Linked DNA regions of Hordeum vulgare: region 1 is linked to region 2. Evidence: chromatin contacts called from public Hi-C data. All regions are on one chromosome and are shown on one strand. The core of a region is the stretch at or near the end of the contact, and the rest is flanking DNA. Distances in the headings are between cores, read along the strand shown.

Region 1 (5,158 bases), core at 1,912-4,411, 150 kb before region 2:
GTCACTAAGTTGCTAATATACCGATAACTAAGTGATAGTAATCTGGCAATTACCGATGAAAAAAAAGATGTTGAAACATATCTATATGGGATCTAGATTCGAAGATCTTGTCGTGAGGAACCTAATTGTTAAAGCGGATCATTAATTAAATTAATGGTTTAAGAGATAAAAAAATTTAAAAACTCAAAACTAGGGAAATATTTGCTTACATCAAGCTGATGTATTGGTTTGCATGCATGCATGAAGACGTGCTTGTGGCCAGGAACAACGATATTATGCGCAAGTAGGAATAAAATTACACGGACACGTGATGTTCATTTATTCGCTGGAAACTGATTAGGTAGCCGCTGCATGATAATGCATCGGTGCAGCACCGTTTTATAGTACTGTCCTTTAATGTAAATCAACGAGGAGGCTCGTTTTTTCAAAGAGAAAACGAATTGATCAAACCATTGAAGATACGTGCAAGCATCCTGCTGCTCATTATATTATCTCTTTTTGTAGGAAGAAGAAAAGAAAAAGCACAAAGGAAATAGTGCATTGGTAGGTAGAAGACGAGCAAGCAAGTCCTAGTTTATTCCGCTCCCGGTCCGCATGCTTAGCATATACTAGTACAACTCGCCTTCATAGTTCTATAATCAAGCAATGTACTTACACTGGTATATTACACCAAAAGTGGATACAGGAATCTTCCTCGCCGGTTGTGAACATGCGCTGCCTGTCCTGCTGCGGCACCACCCTGTTTACGGCCCAAACCGAGCGAGATCACATGTGAACACACACAAAACCTTTCCATGCATCATCATCCCTGCATGATGCAACGGCTTCCTGAGCCACCACCGTAGGGGACCGAGGGAAGCAGTCAGCACTTCCGTGCTTGCCAGCACACTTTTCTTGCCAGTCATGGAAAAATCGTGAATATAATCCATGATATAACATGTGAACTTGTATATTCAACCAAAAACGTGTCTAATTGTGACAAGAGAGAACAAGAGCTACTGACTAGTGTACTTTGGGTTTAACACTTTGCTTCCGAGACCGAAAATGTTTTTTATGCTTGATTTAATCATTTAGATGTGTAATAATTATGTCACATTAAAATTAAATTACTACCGTTGAACATGAGCGCACCTGAGAGATAGGGTGACCCAGGTTGAGCTCAGCGCGGCAGCAACCGAGCTCAAGGCATCTCTAATATGCTATAAGATATTTGTTGATAAACTTTGTCACCTAAAATATATAATGATGTGGCAATAAATAAATATAGAGAAAGAGAAAAGTTATATATAAATTAACAAACATCTCTTGCATCAGCTCCTAGATTAAATAGAGAGCAATTACATTTATTTTATTTTCTTCTATTAGATAATTTAAATGTAACCATTGTAAGAAAATGACGTTTTGGAACTCCGTCTTCATGGGGGCTGAATTTTTTGAAAAAAATCAAAATTCGAAAATTTTAGTTTCAAAAAATCAGAAAAAAATATACAACTAGACCAGGGTTAGATCCGTGTGTGTGCAAAATTTCAGATCGAAATAGTTTAAAACGCGACCTGCATAAAAAAATAAATTCATAGTCTGAAATGATGAATAATAATATGTGTTAAAACATCTCAGATTTGTCTTTTTTACACAGCCCTCCTTTCAAAGTATTTCATTCTAAAAATTCACATACTTGTGTATTATACATTCATCTATCTATATATTTTTTTCAGAATTTTTTAAAATGTAAAATACATTTTTTTTTATAAAATTTGAAATTTGTTTTTGAAGGCCTTCATGAAGCTCGACCTTCAAAAGCAATTTTCGCCATTTTAATAATATATGATCCCTTGTTGATTGATGATAAGGATAATTTTATCAACAAGACTAAGTACGAACATATTGAAGATGCCCTTAACACGGCTCAGACTCATTCGTATCGCCAGGGTACTCCACGGTCAGCGCTCCGTCGCCCGCCGCTGGACGGCCGAGTCCGCGGTCTACACGCGTCCGGCGTTTACCTGCGTGGCCGTGGAACCGCATGCCCGTTTCGCACCCAACAACAATCTTCCGCAGCTCTCCATCAATTAATCGACCCCTTCTTATTTTAAAGTAATCATGAAGATATATACTGAAGATATGTTTACACAAAACTAAAAGTAACTGAGATGGCAACTGCATGCGTATACGAAGCAAACTGAGCCCAGGCTTCCATCATCGTTCTTTTTCTCATCTTACGACAAAAGAAAATGACAGGTGGTTTTATGTACAGAGGAAATGCAAAGGGCGGATCGACAACAAAGGGTAAATCATCTACTGCTACTACTCCTAATTGGCTAATAATCCATTCGCACACCAAGAGTCAACAGCCTGCCTGCCTGCCTGCCTACCAAAGCAACCAGACACCAACGGCACAGCAAGAAACCCAAGAAAGAAGCAACAGGATCAAGCAAAAGCAGGGGAAGGGGGCGGGGACGGGCTGGGCTAATCTAGCTCTGGTAACTAATTATGCACGGTGGCGGGCGGCGGTTCGGACGGTGTGTGGTCGGTTAGTAGGAGTAGGCGGTCCTGTGCACGGAGCGGTCGCGGAGCATGCCGCGGTACAGCGCCTCCCGGTTCGCCGGCATCCGGTGGTCCGATCCCGTCACGCTTCCCCTGCACGTCGGCTCGGCCGCCGCCGGCGCCGGCGGGGACGTGGAGGAGGACCTGGCCGCGGGGAGCGCGCCCTCATTGTCGACGACGCCCTCGGCGAAGCGCACCCGCTTCTCCCCCTTCCGCCGCAGCTTCCCACCGCGCGGCCGCTTGTCTGTTACGCCAATAATCAAGAAACCTCCGTCAGGATCCCGTGCACAAAGACGAAGAAGAAGAAACGTCACGGGATCAGCAGCGGCCTACCTGAGGGGGAGGAGAGGCATGGACGAAGGGACGCGGGGTCGTCAGAAGCATGGGCGTCATCGTCGAGGCTGGGCTTGGCGAAGCGGCGGAGGGAGAAGAGGACGAGGGAGCCGGAGAGCGCCATGGCAGTGGCCGCGGCGAGCGCGCCCATGGACGAGGAGGAGGAGGACATGGTCGTGGTCGTGGCGTGGCGGGGGTGGGTGAGCGTTGGAGGCTGGCTGGCTGGCAGGTGGCTGACTTGACTCGTGGAGTCCTGCCCTGTTTCGGGTTCGGTGCTGGTTTGGTTGGAGCGCCGGGGGCGGCACTGCTATATAGGGCGAGGAGGGCAGCATGGCTAATCTGCGGGAGGGAGACGGGTCGCGGTGTTTGGACTCAACACAACACCCTGCTTTAGCGAATTCCGTTTCGAATTCACACGGCGCTAATCATTTTACTTTTCCTTTCTGTGATGGCCCGGTAGGAATAGGATGACACTAATAAAAGTACAACGTAATAACTTCCTATACAAGACATAACGTGGGACTCGTTGTCTCGTTGTTTAAAAGGAAACAAAAATACACTAACGTTCTAGATATACATAGCAAATCCCTTTAAGAAAATAGAGGCGGACACTCACAACACGCTCCACACTTATCCGTACGAAGGTACACACTCTACGTAATTAAATGATACACAAACATTAATGTAGAGCTCGGTTTATAGGGAATGCACGTGGTTTTAGGTCATCGATTTGATTAACTAAATATGTGTTATATGTCGTAAAAAATACCATTAGATTCTCAAAAAGATGTGGTTTCTAAATATTTTTTTTATCACATATAATGTATATTTAGTTAGTTAAATTGTTTACCTAAAACTATAGACATGTCCTATAAATCGAGACAAGGGAAGCAGCGTAACGGGATCGAACCACGGGATGCCCAGTCGTGCGGCCACCTACATATAGCAAGACGGTTAGCCATGAGATCTTTCCAATAAAAAAGATGATAAGTAAAAGAATTGCATGTAGACTCAACCGGCGTCCTTCATAACTTTCATGCCATGAAAATAAGAAATGTGTCCTCAAATTGTAACTTATAAGCCCACCAACCGAATAGACGCCACTAATAGAGGCTGAGCCAAAACGGAAGGAAATTAGGAGCAAATCTGAAGGGCAGTACAAAGAGTGACAAACTCTAATATAGGCAACTGAGGTAAAGTAACGAAAAGACTATATTCAACAATTGTTTGGAGCACAATGCTTCTTCCTTGAGTTGATGGCAAAGAAAGACTCGGGAATAACTGTTTTCACCCTTCTCACTCTTGTTGTAGATGTATTGTTTCTTTGCGAAATCTTAATCTTATGATATTCCCTGAAATTATTATCTCTAGCTATGTTTAAAATCTTGATGAACCAAGTAATCAGTTTAGATTGGATACAGATGAACACCACTGAATGCTTCTATTTCTCTTGGGTTGGTGCGTAAGATCATGTGTGTTAGGCCATAGTTAATATTGGAAATACATGCATCATTCCTTTATGAGCATAAGTTCAAAGTTAACATTTCTACACTCGAATAAGTTCCATTTCTAGGTTTAAAGACCATTTTCCCACTCAACTTAACGAAGGTTCTTCGTGGTGTACTCGAGTGCCTCCCTATTTAGGTGAGGTTTGGAATGCTCGACATGGCTCCAAATGACGTCTAGGACAATATAGCAGGCGACTCAACTTTTACTGGATACTTGGGTTTCATAGTTGTTCGAGGTGCCCCAGGTGATTGTGACGGTGTCATAAACTAGGGGTGGCTCAATTGAAGGAGCCCGGACTTAATCTCCCCCAGGGCCCGCGGGGCCTAAAACCAAGGTGGAAACTCTAAGGAGGGCATCAAAGACCTTCTTGCCCTCCAAGACAAAGGGCAACGACTGTACATATGAGACTACCTCTTTATAAACCCTAGGCCTCCTCCGGTTTTATAAGGAGAGTGCGGGCATATAACCCCAGGATTTAACCCGCCCTCCGGGGGCGGGTCAAGCCGCAAAAACAACATGAGAAGATGGGTTGGAGGACTTAGTCAAGCCGCAAAAACAGCATCAATGGTGCGACCGGATGTTCGAGCTAGAGGAAGGAGACGGGGTGAGAGGGTAAAAGTGAAAAAGAAGGGCTTTTGCCCATTTTATAATACTTGAAGGGACAGCTGCAAGGCGTGGGAATATAGGAGATGCAGTAAAAACATTGGTGGGATGACGCCTCGATTTCCGAGACAAGGGTGCATGCAGGAATAGTTATGATGACAATGCAATG
Region 2 (4,746 bases), core at 320-2,819:
GTGATTTGTCACTGTGAGACGATGAAGAACCAATTAGCCAGTGCGTTAATTAGGACGCTAATTAACTGCAGTGCAAGATGACGTCATTCGGGGTATGGCCAAACCGAGCTCAACAAAAAGGGGTCACAAACATAACTAGACGCACATGAAACCAAGCCCAAACTTTGAATATACTGCTGGACATACCAAATATGATCCCTTAAACATCTACGAACGTGATCAGACATGTCTTTTATTTGTTCGTACGCACATTCATGTTTCTTAATTTTTTCTTCATATGTGCGGTCACTTACATGTGATTGATGAAGAAGGAGGGAGAGAAAAGAAAAAAATGAATAAGGAAAAAAGATCTGGAATGGGGTCGCATCCTACGTAGGGGACTGACCGGACGCGTCCGCGAGCCTTCATATTCTTCTTGTATTTAAAATAGATATAAGGATTCACGGACAACTTAGACATACAGAGATAATATGAAAGATTCGGTTGAATCATTTTTATCTTTCTCTTTTCTGTCCGATCACTAACCGGGCGCGTCCGTGAACGTATGAAGGATAGTTTAATGGGAAAGAGAAACTCCAAGATATTGAAGCGGAATTTTTCATTGTATGGCAAGCTTCGGTAGATTGCGAGCTCAAACTGCAGTTTCGTTTGGTGACGGCTAGGGTGACAACTAGGGTTGTACACAGACGAAGAGAGTGAACGGATTAGGTTACACTCCACACTCGATCACCTTATATAGGTCGTCGGGTAGATGGGCCTGGGCCAGACACACGATTGAGTCCGTGAACAGCCCATTGTTCAACATCTCAGACATTGTCACGTTCGTTTAGTGAACCATCTAACCGTCAAAATTAAGGCTTGGCTCATTCCCGCAACCCGCGGGGCGCGTCGTGTTGGGGTGAGGTATGGCGGCGGAGGAAAAGCACGCGTGGACAACTTCTCTTCGCAAGCTCTCAATGAAAAGTGATAGAACAGTTTTTATAAAGAGGTCTCACTCTTAGTAGTATAGCAGTATGGTACTAAATATTTCATCACTTACCGTATATTCACATGATTAAGATTATTGTCTTATATGGGCCTATGTCCATCTATAATCCAACATTAGTTGCCCTCCTTTTCCAAAAAAAAAAGAGAAATATATAGTTGGCCCCCTATTGGGTTTTCCGCCTTTAATCTAGACTCACCAAAGCCGGTCAAAATCTTTCATTAAAATAAACAACACTTTGGGCTATGCAGGCAGGCATGAAACTACACGGACGCCCCCGCTTGTTCTTTTCCTTTTTCAGGAGAAAAAAGAAAGAAGTCGAAAAAAGGGAGGTCACTGACAGCTGCGTACGTACTCCTGCACTCCAGACCCAGCAAGGCAAGATCCGGGGAAAGGGACAGCCGAAGGTTCGACCCATCTTCGTTGGTCGATCTTGAAAGAAAGTAAACACCATCGTTCGTCGCTGCACGTAGCAGTAGCGTGACTTGGCAAGTATCCGCTCCGACGACGCAAGCGACCGACGACCACCACATCCGAGCCGGCGAAACATGCGGCCAACGCGCTGCCCGCGAGATGTCTGCCCCGCGCCCCCGCCTAATAACGTGCGTGCGCAACAACAACAACTGTAGTACGTCCTCGATCACGATCGCTCGCTTCCTTTTCGACCGTCCCGCTGCTGCCGCGGCGAGTGCGAGGGCCGTGGAGAGCCGTCGCCGTCGAGGGGACACCTGTCGCCGGCTGGAGCTATCCATCCCGCGGGGCGCCATCTGGCCGGCCGCGCAGGGTCCAAGCGGAGCGTACGGAACCCGATCGCCCAGGTGTTCGCGGCAAGGATTCAGCCGCGACGCCACCTGTCCTGCCTCCGCGCGTGTGTCGTCGCCGTCAGAACCGGTCGGTCGGTCGGTCGAGTACGAGTACGGCACCGGTCGGCCCGTCGTCGTCCATCGGGAGCAGCAGCTCGGGGAAATGCACCGAATTCGTCACGGTGTTTCCGGTCTTGGTTTTGGGGGATGGCAGGAGTATTCTGTTCGCAGCTTCCGCGTTGCGATTGCATATCTACGAGTGTTTTTTTGGCACTTGTACCGTCGGCCGTGCCCGAGCTTATCCGAAACTCAAGTGCACGTGTGCTCTGTGCTGCAGGGCCGTGGCATAGTACTGATGGTAGTGTGAGTGGAGGGAACTCGAGCCGGACACCTGGAGAATGAGAGAAAGAAACTTCACTCGGTACCCCTGCAGGGACGTTAAGGATTTTTCTACGTACGCCTTGAGCTACGAGCTTCTAGAAGGGCCCGGAGATCAACAGGTTGACGAGGGCGGGATTTGTGTGTCGTGTTGCTGCTTCCGAGCTGCAGCTCAGACCATACCAACAAGTTTCCCCCATGATCGACTTTGCAGAGGGAGAGTCAGGAATCACACGCATGATGACCTCTACGAAAGTAGCATCTGGCATCTATGCAAAATATAAATATGAACCGGGTAAATTATACGCACCACCTATTTGACGCAGGAGTAATGCCAAAATGCCTATTAGTGAAAGGTCAAAGTCACTTTTTTCTCTGTGAGAGAGGACCGAAGCGCTTCGATGATGTTCGCCAAATCATTACTTCTGTGCGTTGTTATGGACTCCAATGCATACACATAAATATTAACATCTTAATATGCCTCCACACATCTCAACATGCGTGCTCTAAATATGGAATATGAAAATATAAATATGAACATGAATTCATTCATGGAGTTGGATAGTCAAAGATACATAATGAACAAAAAATCAATAGCAAATCATGACTAATGGAGATCATCAAGCTATTTGTGAACGGATTCATCACATTGATGAACATTAATACAAACATAGAGAGATAGATTTTTTTCACAATGAATCTTCAAGTGCTCAAATTGCAAACCTTATCCTTGTACCTCTCATGTGAGACGGGGACGTCCATTTCACATCCATTATAAAGTAAGACTTTGATATAATAAAGTAAGACTTCAACCCTTCTTTCAACCAAGCATCCGTGGTGGAGCGAAGCACATTTTGGCTCCATGATCTAGTCGTTGAGGCCTCATCAACGTAGTTCTCCAGTTTCTCCTTCATCAGACGAAGTTCTAGGAACAAGTGATCCATGTCGTGGGACAAGTGACATATTAAAATTAATCAATGATCAAAGTGTATTTGGTCAAAGGGTCATCAACTATTCCTCGCAAAATTTCAACACCATATATTACAAGGTTCATAGGTTTTTTTGCTAAAAAAGATGTTTAGCTAAATTGACAATGGATATAATGATGCCATCTTATTGAAACTTTATTATACCAATTCCTACACACTCAATACTCCAAAAATACACTAACACAAACTTAAAAAAATGCAAATTTGAAATTTCCATGTGTCAATAAGAAGCGGCTAAGTGTGACGAACTTCTTGATCGCACACTCCACTTTAAAAATAGTTCTTTTCCAACCATAATAAATAATCGATTTGTATGCTTTTGATTCCTGAATGCGCCCTACTTTAAACTAAAGCATGCTCAAGCTTTATTAGTCGATGTATGCTACAGATTCCGTTAGGCAACTTCATATGAAACTAAGGTTTTTGGTGGTTCTGTGCGTGATCATTTGGCGTAGTATTTGTTTGCTGTGTCGATTGCATAGACATCATCAATTATAATAGATGGGACAATTCATATTCTTTAATCCTTCTAAGTAAAGGTTTATGCATTATATAGGTTTGCTATGATTGCCTATTGCATCTTCGATTTAAATGCAAAAGATAGGTTGCATGAATGTACCGAAATATTAGTTAGAAATGTATTCCCTCTGTATTGAAGAAAACTATAGGATTCTATTATATTAAAATATATATTGGCAAGTAGTAACATGATTAACTAAATTGACACAAATATCCGTGTGTGCTTGCAACCACCACCAGGAGGATCCCACTGATTCCTACCAATTAGGTTGAATCCTTTGTCCACAATTTTGGCAAGGGCGACTAAAAATAAACTCTCCCACCTCATATGTTAATAACAAACAAACAAGGGACCGTAACAGAGGATGGACCATTAAATCAATTTTAAGTATAGGTGTTATATATTCACTTTTATATTAAGAAGAGTGCCCATACTGAGATGAGCAAATATGTCTATGATAGGAATGAAAGTAGTGGAGCACGGATGTCTTCTAATAGTTACAAGTCATTTACCTACAATTTCTATCGATCATTAGAACCGGGTCCCGCTACAAAGAACAAGCGAGCCATTGTCGCTTTCCTGTTGTCTTCCTTGGTAGTATTAATTTAACTTTCAAACTCGCAGGTACACTCACAAACCTAAGCTAATTTCTCCTAAGAAGGGAGTGTAAAATAATCTTCGTGGACGGAGCTATCAACGACTCTAGTAATACATGGAGCATCATTATCTAGTTATTTTATTTAACCAGTGCATTTCTGCGACAATTAAGCACACAGTAGAAAGGAGAAAATTTGCAGTACTACAATTTGATATCATGAAATTTTATAATCTAAGAGAAAATAATCTTATAATTCAAGAAGTTGTCGTACGCCTGTGTTGTGGTATGAACTTAGACATAAAAGGGAATCGAGTAACCTCTTATTCCAACGTCATCGTTTGTTTGTTCTAAAGGATCTGGAAAGGGAACAACATGAACGTATTTCATGATCATGATTCACAACCAAACAAATCCACACTAGCGTCTAAGCTTCACCTCTCGGATAATCGTGTTAGGGATTCCAAAAGCCGAAG

What was found. A called contact is a pair of places that touch in the nucleus more often than the background predicts.
Region 1: a contact with region 2 is called in a Hi-C map of leaf, with 5 times the contacts expected there. The contact joins the promoter of LOC123402657 here to the enhancer-like site in region 2. A contact is called at or near these places in 3 of 6 Hi-C or Micro-C datasets (leaf and seedling) and 1 of 1 datasets of contacts at active chromatin or transcription factors (embryo).

Annotation. Positions count from the first base shown.
Region 1 is chr6H:188,794,442-188,799,599 of MorexV3_pseudomolecules_assembly, reverse strand. LOC123402657 reads right to left here and starts at 3,161. Exons shown (of 2, transcript XM_045096590.1): 1 at 2,878-3,161; 2 at 2,169-2,788. The coding sequence starts at 3,049. The coding sequence ends at 2,532.
Region 2 is chr6H:188,641,809-188,646,554 of MorexV3_pseudomolecules_assembly, reverse strand. No RefSeq gene overlaps it. Among protein-coding and RNA genes, the nearest start is that of LOC123402657, 150 kb to the left of the region's middle. Within about 2 kb of position 1,569, at least 3 of the 3 cell types and tissues checked have open chromatin away from gene starts, as enhancers often do. A contact at or near this core is called in leaf and seedling, where this site is marked.